Regions from separate parts of the Mus musculus genome. Here region 1 is linked to region 2. The links are chromatin contacts, called in public promoter capture Hi-C maps. All regions are on one chromosome and are shown on one strand. Each heading gives the region's core, a stretch centred on a gene start, on an enhancer-like site or on the middle of the called end of the contact. The rest is flanking DNA. Distances are from core to core; before and after follow the strand shown.

What was found. Promoter capture Hi-C pulls out the DNA fragments that hold promoters and counts their contacts.
Region 1: a contact with region 2 is called in a promoter capture Hi-C map of pre-B cells, with 5 times the contacts expected there. The contact joins the promoter of Ttc3 here to the promoter of Ifnar1 in region 2.

Annotation. Positions count from the first base shown.
Region 1 is chr16:94,369,043-94,374,041 of GRCm38.p6, forward strand. Ttc3 (tetratricopeptide repeat domain 3) reads left to right here and starts at 1,697. Exons shown (of 46, transcript NM_009441.2): 1 at 1,697-1,819. Pigp (phosphatidylinositol glycan anchor biosynthesis, class P) reads right to left here and starts at 1,508. Exons shown (of 5, transcript NM_001159618.1): 1 at 1,324-1,508; 2 at 1,047-1,150. The coding sequence starts at 1,388.
Region 2 is chr16:91,482,616-91,487,028 of GRCm38.p6, forward strand. It overlaps Ifnar1 (interferon (alpha and beta) receptor 1), which reads left to right and starts at 2,600. Exons shown (of 11, transcript NM_010508.2): 1 at 2,600-2,801. The coding sequence starts at 2,729.

The sequences.
Region 1 (4,999 bases), core at 447-2,946, 2.9 Mb after region 2:
TTAATACAAGAGTCAAAGGACTTCAGTAGAGTGAAGTCTGCCAGTATACCTGTTCTAATTCCAGTCCTGTTGCTATTTGGCTTTGATCAAGTTACTTAAATTCAGTATTCCCATCTTTAAACTGAGGAAGCAAGGCAGCACCTACTTCACAGGTTCACTTCATGCAAAACACAAAGCTCTCAGGCCAAACAATGATTCCACGAAAGAGCCAGTAACTGTAGCTTCTTCATCCCACTACACTACAGCTAAGCTAGTACTTTTCACTTAAGAATTGGGAAGGATACCTCCACATAGACATTCTGATTTCTATCAAGGACCAGGTTGGATTGTGGGCATTCAATTTTCTACCACTTGATTGCCTCATATCTTCCAAACTATTTGAAGAGGGACTTTGGTTCTGTTTGTTGAGTTGGTCATATTAAGTTTGTTTTTGTTCTTTGTTTTTGTTTTGTTTTGTTTTGTAAGCCTCAGTGGCCTCATCTACAAAATGGAACATTGTGGGCATTAATGCAGATCCCAGACGTTAAGGGTACATTCTTACACCTGACTTCTCTGGCCCATTATCTTCACTCTTCAGCTACAGCATGCTATCCTGGAGCTATAAGCATCTCACTTCCAAACCTTCACAGGCCTTCACTCAGAGACTCTATCCATGGTCCTTCCTGACTTATTCTGATAGAACTGCCAGGGAGTGGCCTGGAGGTAGCTAACCCCAATTTCTAAACCTTCCAAGGCTCTTCCAGGGCACTCATCATGCTCTCTGAACTGTGGGTTTACTATGCTTCTCCACATGACTATGACCTCAAGGATTGGGGCCAGGTTTTATTCACATTAGCATCAAGCCTAGTGCTAAATAAATATTGGAGAGTTCATCTAGAACTGCATACATAAACTGAGCAAACAAACGGTACCCCTTTTAGGACTCGTGAAGAGACACAGGTAGAAAGAATCAACAGTTCATGTGTGTACGTTCTAAGGACAAACACATTATTTCCTGGTTCTCAATACCATTAAGGGCCTTGGCCATCCATCATTCCAGTACTTACTGAAGCCAAATTGTGAGCTTAGGAAAAGAACAAAGCCATAAATCGCTCTTTCTGGCAATGGCGACGGTGAATTTTCCACCATCTTCCCTGTGGCTTTAGACAATCTGTGGAAAAGGAACACAATCGTCGTCAGACATCTCCCCCCGCCCCCCTTCACCAATGGTCTGTTACATAATCTCATCGCTTGCTGCGGACACAGCCACTGCGGATGTTCGCGCGCGCGCGCCACTGCAGCTGAGGGGGCGGCGGGAGCGCGCGCTGCGGGGAAAATGCGCACCTCGGACCCTCTGAGGCGAGGAAGGGGCCCGGGCTGGACAGAGGCCCCGAGTCCTGCCCTCTCATGATGGGCCCTGTCCCAGCCTTCGTGAGGCTCAGAGGAAACAGGAGGCCCGGGACCTTGAGTCCTGCGAGCACCGACGCCCACCCGTCCCCACCCTTCAGCCCCACTCAGTCCAATGCGCAGGCGCGGCTCAGCTACCCCCGCAGCGTGGGCGGAAATTAAAAAAAAAAAAAAACCTGAGGAAAAGCAGAGGCTGGCAGGCGCCCCCGCCGCTTGGCGCAGGCGCACCGCGACCGCAGCGAGGGGGCTAGCACGGTCTCACCACCCACCCCACCGAGCTGAGGGGGCGACGCGGCGACTGCGCATGCGCACCCTAAGCCACGTGACCCGCCCGCCTCAGGAGCCGCGGAGCGTTCGCTCTGCGGGTCTGGTTGACGTGGAGGGCCGGAGGCGTCGGCAGCCCGCGTCTGAGGCTCGCGGGCTGCGGGCCCGGGTGAGTGCAGACCCTGCGCGCGGCGGGGCTCACGGAAGCGTCTGCGCGTCCCGCCGCAGCCGAGATGCCCGGGCATCGGGGCGCTCCACACCTCCCTCCGTGGGTGTGTGGTGAGTGTGGGTGTGCGCGTCGCCGCGCGTCTCGCCGAGCGCCCGCGCGCTGAGGGGGTGTGGCCGCCCTTGCCCTTGTGGGTGTGTTCCCTTTGTCCAGTGACCCTCGGGCGTCCTTAACGGTAGAAGGGGGGTCTTTTGTGTGCGCGTCGCCTGGCGTGCGGGTGACATCCCGGGTCAGGTACCCGTTCCCGCGTTCCGAGCGCTCGGGGACGCGCCTCTGGGTCTGCGGCTGGCCCGCTTTGTTCCTACGCTCTCCCTTCCCTACGACGGCGTGGGCGTCCTTCTCATCCTCTGAGGATGGTGGTTCCCCTCCCACCTTTGTCACTGCCTTCCCTGTGGTGTGCGCGCCCCCTCCTCAGCACCCGCGCGCGCCCGCCCACCCGCCGCTGCGGCAGGCTGCAGTGGCAGGCGCGCGCGTGCGTCCTCGAGGGTCCCCAAAGGTGCGCTGTGTAGGGGCCCTGTGGCGTGCGCGGGGTTGGAATTGCGGTGACGCGCGTGCGCGCTGCCCCTGGTCTGTGTGTGCGCGCCTCTCCCCCCCACCCCCACCCCCGTTTCTGGGAGGACCCGGGAGGGACGCAGAGCTGCCCCCCACCCCACCTCCCCACCTGCAGCCTTTTCCTACGCCTGCGCAGGGCTGCTGCTCCGCAGTGCTGGCGACGTCACTGAGGCCTGGGCTGCCATCTCCTATTGGGGAGGGGACAGACTAGGGGGGTGGGGGGACAAAGGACCAAAATGAAGCCGAGGGTGTGTCGGTACCACTGCACGGTACCTTTCTCAGAAGCTTGTAGTTTCCAGACGTCCTTCAGTTTGCAAATTCTTTCCACCGTTTGTGCTTGTGCCTCTCACCAGGCGATGGCTAACACTGGGTATTGCAGGGTGTTTATAGCAGCCTTTTAAAGCTCTGGACTCTGGCGAGGGATCAAGGGAACAGGGTTGAAATCATACAGGTTTTACTGCTCTCTCCGGGGCAGTTTTCTCACAACCACAGCTCTAGTTAGAACACGTTCTTTCAAGAAATGTGTATTTTATTTTAAGAAAAATGGGTTTGTTATACGGTAAAACTCTCCTAGGGATTCAATTGCCACTACTGTGCTTGTCAGGGGTTTGTGCTTTGCGCTCAAGGGCTGCGGATTGTCTTTCTCTCCTGCTCGGTTTTCTTATTGTTGCTTAATTTTCCTTTTTTCTCTTTTAATTTCTGGAATACTTAGAGATTAAACACAGGTAGATCTAACCAAATCAGGCCATTTTGTTTGTTATATATTTATTTTTTTGCCAAATTTACTTCAGATTCTCCAAAACAAACAAAAACAAAAACAAACAAAAAAAAGCTTAAACATTTTTGGAGATGCTGAGAGTTTGAGCCCCTCCTTACCTAGAGATAGCCACTGTGTTCAGGTTTGTGTGTATCATTTCCATGCATAACTTATAATTTGGTAATGGTGAATATATAAACAATACATAGTATTTGTTTTTAACCAAAGTGATATAAAATTGTGACTTTTTGCAACTTGCTTTTTCACTCAGCATCACGTTTTGAGATTTATATATGAATAAATCGAATAATTGTACTTTCTTTGAATTATTATAAATGTTGGTATAGCACTGCATTGTACTCATTTTGATGGACTTTGGAATTGTTTATAGTCTTTACTCTTTAAAACGGTCCTGCAATAAATATCTCTGTACCTGTTTGCTGTGCACACTTTTGGAGTTTCTCTAGGACATACCCTTAAGCATAATTTTGCTGGGTAGTAGAATATATACATCTTCCACTTAACCAGATATGATAGAAACGTTCAAAGTGGTTGTACCAGTTTTAATGGTCACTGATATGGAGAACACCCATTTCCTCACATGCTTGCTAACAAACTTTTTTTTCCTCTTTTTACTGACCATCTTATTTATGACTTTAGCTTTCTGCTAAATTTGCTTAAAAGACTGCCTTTTGTCTAGCCATGTGACAGCAAATGGGTTAAACTCTCACAGCTGGTTGGTTCGGTCTTTAATGATTTTGGTCCTCATAACATTCATTGAAATGAACAGTTATGTTATCTAATGTTGCTTTGGCTGATGTAAAGATAAGATTTCATGGTATGTTATATGTACCTCCCACACAGCAAGTGAACTGATAGAATTAAAAACACTTTAAAGGTATGATGTTTTTCTTTAAATCCTTTCCTCTTTGATGTAGTACTTGATATATTCAGAATACATGTAACTTATTTATTGACAAACTGTGAAGTAAAACAAATGAACACTTACAAGTCTACCAGTGGGACCAAGAATCAACCTAACCAGTATTGAATATTTCACTTTCAGAGGTGATTATCCTGAATTCATGTTATTCTTGTATTTTAAACATTTTTATCAGATTTTTGTGTATCATTTAGCACTGAATTGTGTGTATAGCTTCTGTGTTTGAGTAAAGCACATTATTCTGGGTATAGTCTTCTGAAACTTACTTTCACTAAATGCTGTGTTTCTAAGTAACTAATACTCCGTAGAGATGTAAGCCATTAATTCTTTACTGCTTGTGTAACGATGGATGAATATAATGCGGTTTACTTCTGTTTCTGTTGGTGGGCATTTTGACTGTTCTGTTTTCCCATAGAAATGTAACCAGCACACCCACTTGGAAGAACTATGGTATAGCTGCAAGTAGGAAAGCAAAAGAATAGTTTAAAATGCTGGAAAGGCCTCTTTTAATTCTAGCACTTCCTCTGTCCACTTATATAGAAAGTGGTATAATTTGTTTTTTTCTGTTAATTTTTAGTGTTTCTAATTACTTTTATTCAACTCAATTGTGTGATAAAACTAGCTATAATACCTACAAAGGTTTGACACCTATTTACTTGTGTGGGTATATGTGCCATGGCACATGCAGGGAGCCTGGAGGACACATGTGGATTGGGGATTGGGCTCTGGTTGTCAGGTTTGGTGGCAAGCACTCCTACCCACTGAGCCAACCTGCTGGCCTAGTTATGTATTTGGAAAAACCATAGTTTTACTTTAAAATGTCCTTTTGATACTCTAGAAATTTATCCTTTGCAATGCTGAACTCTTTCAG
Region 2 (4,413 bases), core at 1,350-3,849:
CGGGCATGGTGGTGTGTGCCTTTAATCCCAGCACTCAGGAGGCAGAGGCAGGTGGATTTCTGAGTTTGAGGCCAGCCTAGTCTACAAAGTGAGTTCCAGGACTGCCAGAGCTATACAGAGAAACCCTGTCTTGAAAAACAAAACAACAACAACAACAAAAGAAACCAGAAGACTATAGCTAATAAACAGTAGAGTTGGAGGACACGATCAACATTTTAAGAGACAGTAGTTTTCATATACACCAATATATTCACCAAGAAAGAAATTAGGGAACCTATCCCATTCAAATAGTTTCCCCAATCCCCCAGGGAAGTTCCTAGGAGGACACGTAAAAGAAAAACATCTCTACATTGAAAATTTCAAGGGGCTGGTGAGATGGCTCAGTGGGTAAGAGCACCCGACTGCTCTTCCGAAGGTCCAGAGTTCAAGTCCCAGCAACCACATGGTGGCTCACAACCATCTGTAACGAGATCTGACGCCCTCTTCTGGTGTGTCTGAAGACAGCTACAGTGTACTTACATGTAATAAATAAATAAATCTTTAAAAAAAAAAAAAGAAAATTTCAAGACACTGAAAAAGGAAATCAATGAAGATATTAAACAATGAAAAGGTCTGTCCTGCTCTCAAATTGGCAGAATATGTGAAAACGTCTGTACTACCAAAATTGTCTATAGATTTAATGGATATTTATCAAATTCTATTATTATATTTCCAATGCAATAGAAATAATTTATGGCTTCATATGGAACCACAAACAACTTACTAATAATCAAAGCAGTCCTAACATAAAACATACCTTCAAATTATACGGTAGAGGTATAGAGAGAAAGACAGTCTAATACTGGCATAAAAACAGACAGGAAGGCCAATGGAACAGGTCAGAGGACCTGGAAATAAGCTGGCAAACCGTGTCCCCCCGCCTCTAGAGAAAAGAGGCAAAACCATGGGGATTCAACAAATGGTGCTGGCAAAACTGGACATCCACCTGCAGAAGAATGAGGTTATGGCTTTCACTTTATACAACAGCCAGTGGATCAAAGACTTTAAAACCTGAAGCTTGTAGCCAAAAACACTGGAAATACTGTTCATGACACTGGGGAGGCAAGAACTTTCTGAATGGTAACTAACCCCAAGTCTCAACAGATGGGATTAGTAGATTCATGAAGTTACAGAGCTGAACATCAAGGGAGACTATCTGTGCATCACACAGGCTACAGGATGGGCAAAAAGCCTGTCCAGCTATACCTCAGACAAGGCTCTGATATCTCAAATTCATAAAGAACTTCAGAAAATAAGGAAATGAATCTACCAGGAACAAATGGCCCAATAAATCGAACACAGTTTTCAAACGCTGAAATATGCACCCAGTAACTATCTTTAAAGAACTTAATGTCCTGAGCCACCAGCAAAATGCACACTGACACTGCTTTGCCATTCTACCCCACCCTAGTCAGAATGGCTGACAAGAAATCTGACGAATGATGGTGAGGAAGCAGAGAGGAACTCTTTTTTTTTTTTTTGAGACAGGGTTTGTGTGTGGAGCCTTGGCTGTCCTGGAACTCACTCTCTAGTCCAGGCTGGCCTCGAACTCAGAAACCGCCTGCCTCTGCCTCCCAAGTGCTGGGATTAAAGGCATGTGCCACCACGCCCGGCATAACAAATAAGTTTCTTACTTTTTTTTTTTTTTTTTTCTTTTTTTGGTTTTTCGTGACAGGGTTTCTCTGTATAGGCCTGGCTGTCCTGGAGCTCACTTTGTAGACCAGGCTGGCCTCGAACTCAGAAATCCGCCTGCCTCCGCCTCCCGAGTGCTGGGATTAAAGGCGTGCGCCACCACGCCCGGCCCAACAAATAAGTTTCTTTATAAGATAGTAATCAGACAGAGACGGAGTTAAGGGGGTAGAGAGAGGGCTCAGTGGTTTAAGGGCACGTGCAGAGGACTGGCGTACAAACATGGTAGCTCGGAAGATCAGTAACTTTAATACCAGGGTATCTGCGCTCTACTGGCCTCCATGGGTACCAGGCACGCATATATGTACGGTGCACATATATGCATGCATGCATGCATGCAAAACACTCATACACATAAAACCAGCCTAAAACCACATTATTAGACAAAAGATCCAAACGCTGCATAATTCAAAACCCAAAGATTGAGCGAGTCACAACAGCAAACCATCCCACAAAATCAGGGAATCAAGTATAAAGATCTTGTGCAGTTGAGATAAAAGTGTTGCCGGCGCCTTCCAGGTCCCAGAGTCATTTGATCCACGGCCTCCAGGGATCCCCACACCAGGATTCGAGCCAGTGGACTAGTAACCCCCGGGGCAACGCCTCCGAACCCCCTCCGGACAAAAACAGGAAGCTGAGCCCGGAAGGAGGAGGGGCTGCGCAGGCGCACTGACTGCACCCCGCTTTCCTCTCAGGAGTCTAAGGACAATGCTGGGCAGTCTTTCCGGAAGTGGGGGCGGAGCGTGGCAGGGACCTCAAAGTCCCCAGGCCTTGACTGGACCGCGCCCGGTACTTTCCGAGCCGCTTGCTCGCGGAGAGAGCGTGGCGTCAGCGGAGAAGCTGTGCTGGGTGGAGGGGCGGGGGCGTTCACGGAAGGGGCGGGGCGCTGGAGGGGGCGGGGCGTCGCGGAGGGCCTAGCTGCCCAGAGGTAGTCTCCAGCTCCGCGGTGCTGCTGAGGAGAAGGAGGAGAATGTGAGCCGCCGCCCGGCCTCCCAAGACGATGCTCGCTGTCGTGGGCGCGGCGGCCCTGGTGCTGGTGGCCGGGGCGCCTTGGGTGCTACCCTCAGCTGCAGGTGAGCCGAGGGGCCTGTGCGAGGGCCGGGCACCATGGAGGGAGAGCTGGGCGCGGGTGACCAGAGTCCGCGACGCCCGCCCCCTGCGCCGCTCTTCAGCCTGAGGACGCTACCCGGGCCGAGCCTCAGGGCTGCTGGTGGGCGGGAGACCAGACAGCAGCAGAAATGCGCTCCCAGCCTAGTGCGGTTTGTCCCGGGCTGAGAGGAGTGAGGTGAGAGGCCCCCTAACCGGCCCGAAGTCAAAACCAGGAAACCACTGGGCTAGTTACATCGGGAGAATGCCCACTAAGGGGAGAGACAAGAGTTTTCATAGTGATGTGAGGAACCTAAAAAAGACGACCTAGCCTCACTCCTGGAGGAAAGTTCTGATTCCTCTTAGAAATCTGTATATCTGGGAAGTAAGTGATTGCCCCAAGTCTCACCCCGAAGATGGCCCATTTCTGGCTAGACGTGCATGATGTACATGCAGGCAAAGTGGTCACACATATACAGTAAATCGGAAAAAGACTATTATGAACAGAATACTGTAACTGCTACAAATGCTCTTGGGTCTTTTGTTAATCTCATGAGCACATTTGCTGCTCTTTCTGCACAGAATCAGTAAATCCCAACAGTTGGACTGGAGATCAAGCTAAGAGGATACGGATAACAGGATAGAGTCAGTTTAGGGATGACATCAAAGACTCCGTTGGTGGTACTGGAAGTGTGGCTCAGTGGTAGTGTGCACTTAGCATAGACAGCACTGAGAAACTGACAACTCAGAGTGGGGAGACTTGATGGATAGCTCCTGGTGGCTGAAAAGAAAGAAATTCAGACATCTCAGATGCATCCTCTTACATAGGATGTAACTAGAGGCAGTTCTGTAACCCTCTGGAGTAGAAGCTTGACAGGCGACATGACATGATAGTCTGAGGCAGAAGTTTTCAAAACAGGAGATAACAGTGGAGCCAGACATAGCGTTAAAGGACACTTTTTAAAGTTAAAGCCTCGTTCGGGCTGGAGAGGCGGCTCACAGGTAAGAGCACTTATTGCTCTTGCAGAGGGACCTGGATTGGTTCCCAGCACACAGTTGGTGACTTGCAACCTTCCCTAAATCCTGCTTTGTTCCAGGGGATTGGAATACACTTTTCTGACTTCCTTGGCTATGGGGCACATGTGGTGCACACACAAATGTGCAGGCAGAACACGTATACACATACAGAAAGTCTTTAAAAAACTTGCCTTGATAAGCAGGCATGGTTGCATCAGTGTCACACAAAAAGGACTTTACATCACATTTTAACACAAAGGAGTGACTCTGCTTTGCAGTGAAATTAAAAAATTTATTCTGAAATGTGAGACATACATGTTAAAGGAGTAAGGGGGCCTGTTCTCGGAAGAGTCACAGGTCTATTCTCTACCTACTTGTCCTTGAAGTGTTAGGTTAGTGTCTCAGTTAGGGTTTTACCGCTGTGAACAGACACCATGACCAAGGCAAGTCTTATAAAAGACAACATTTAATTGGAGCTGGCTTACAGGTTGAGAGGTTCAGTCCATTATCATCAAGGGAGGAGCAGGGCAGCATCTAGGCAGACATGGTGCAGGCAGAGCTGAGAGTTCTACGTCTTCATCT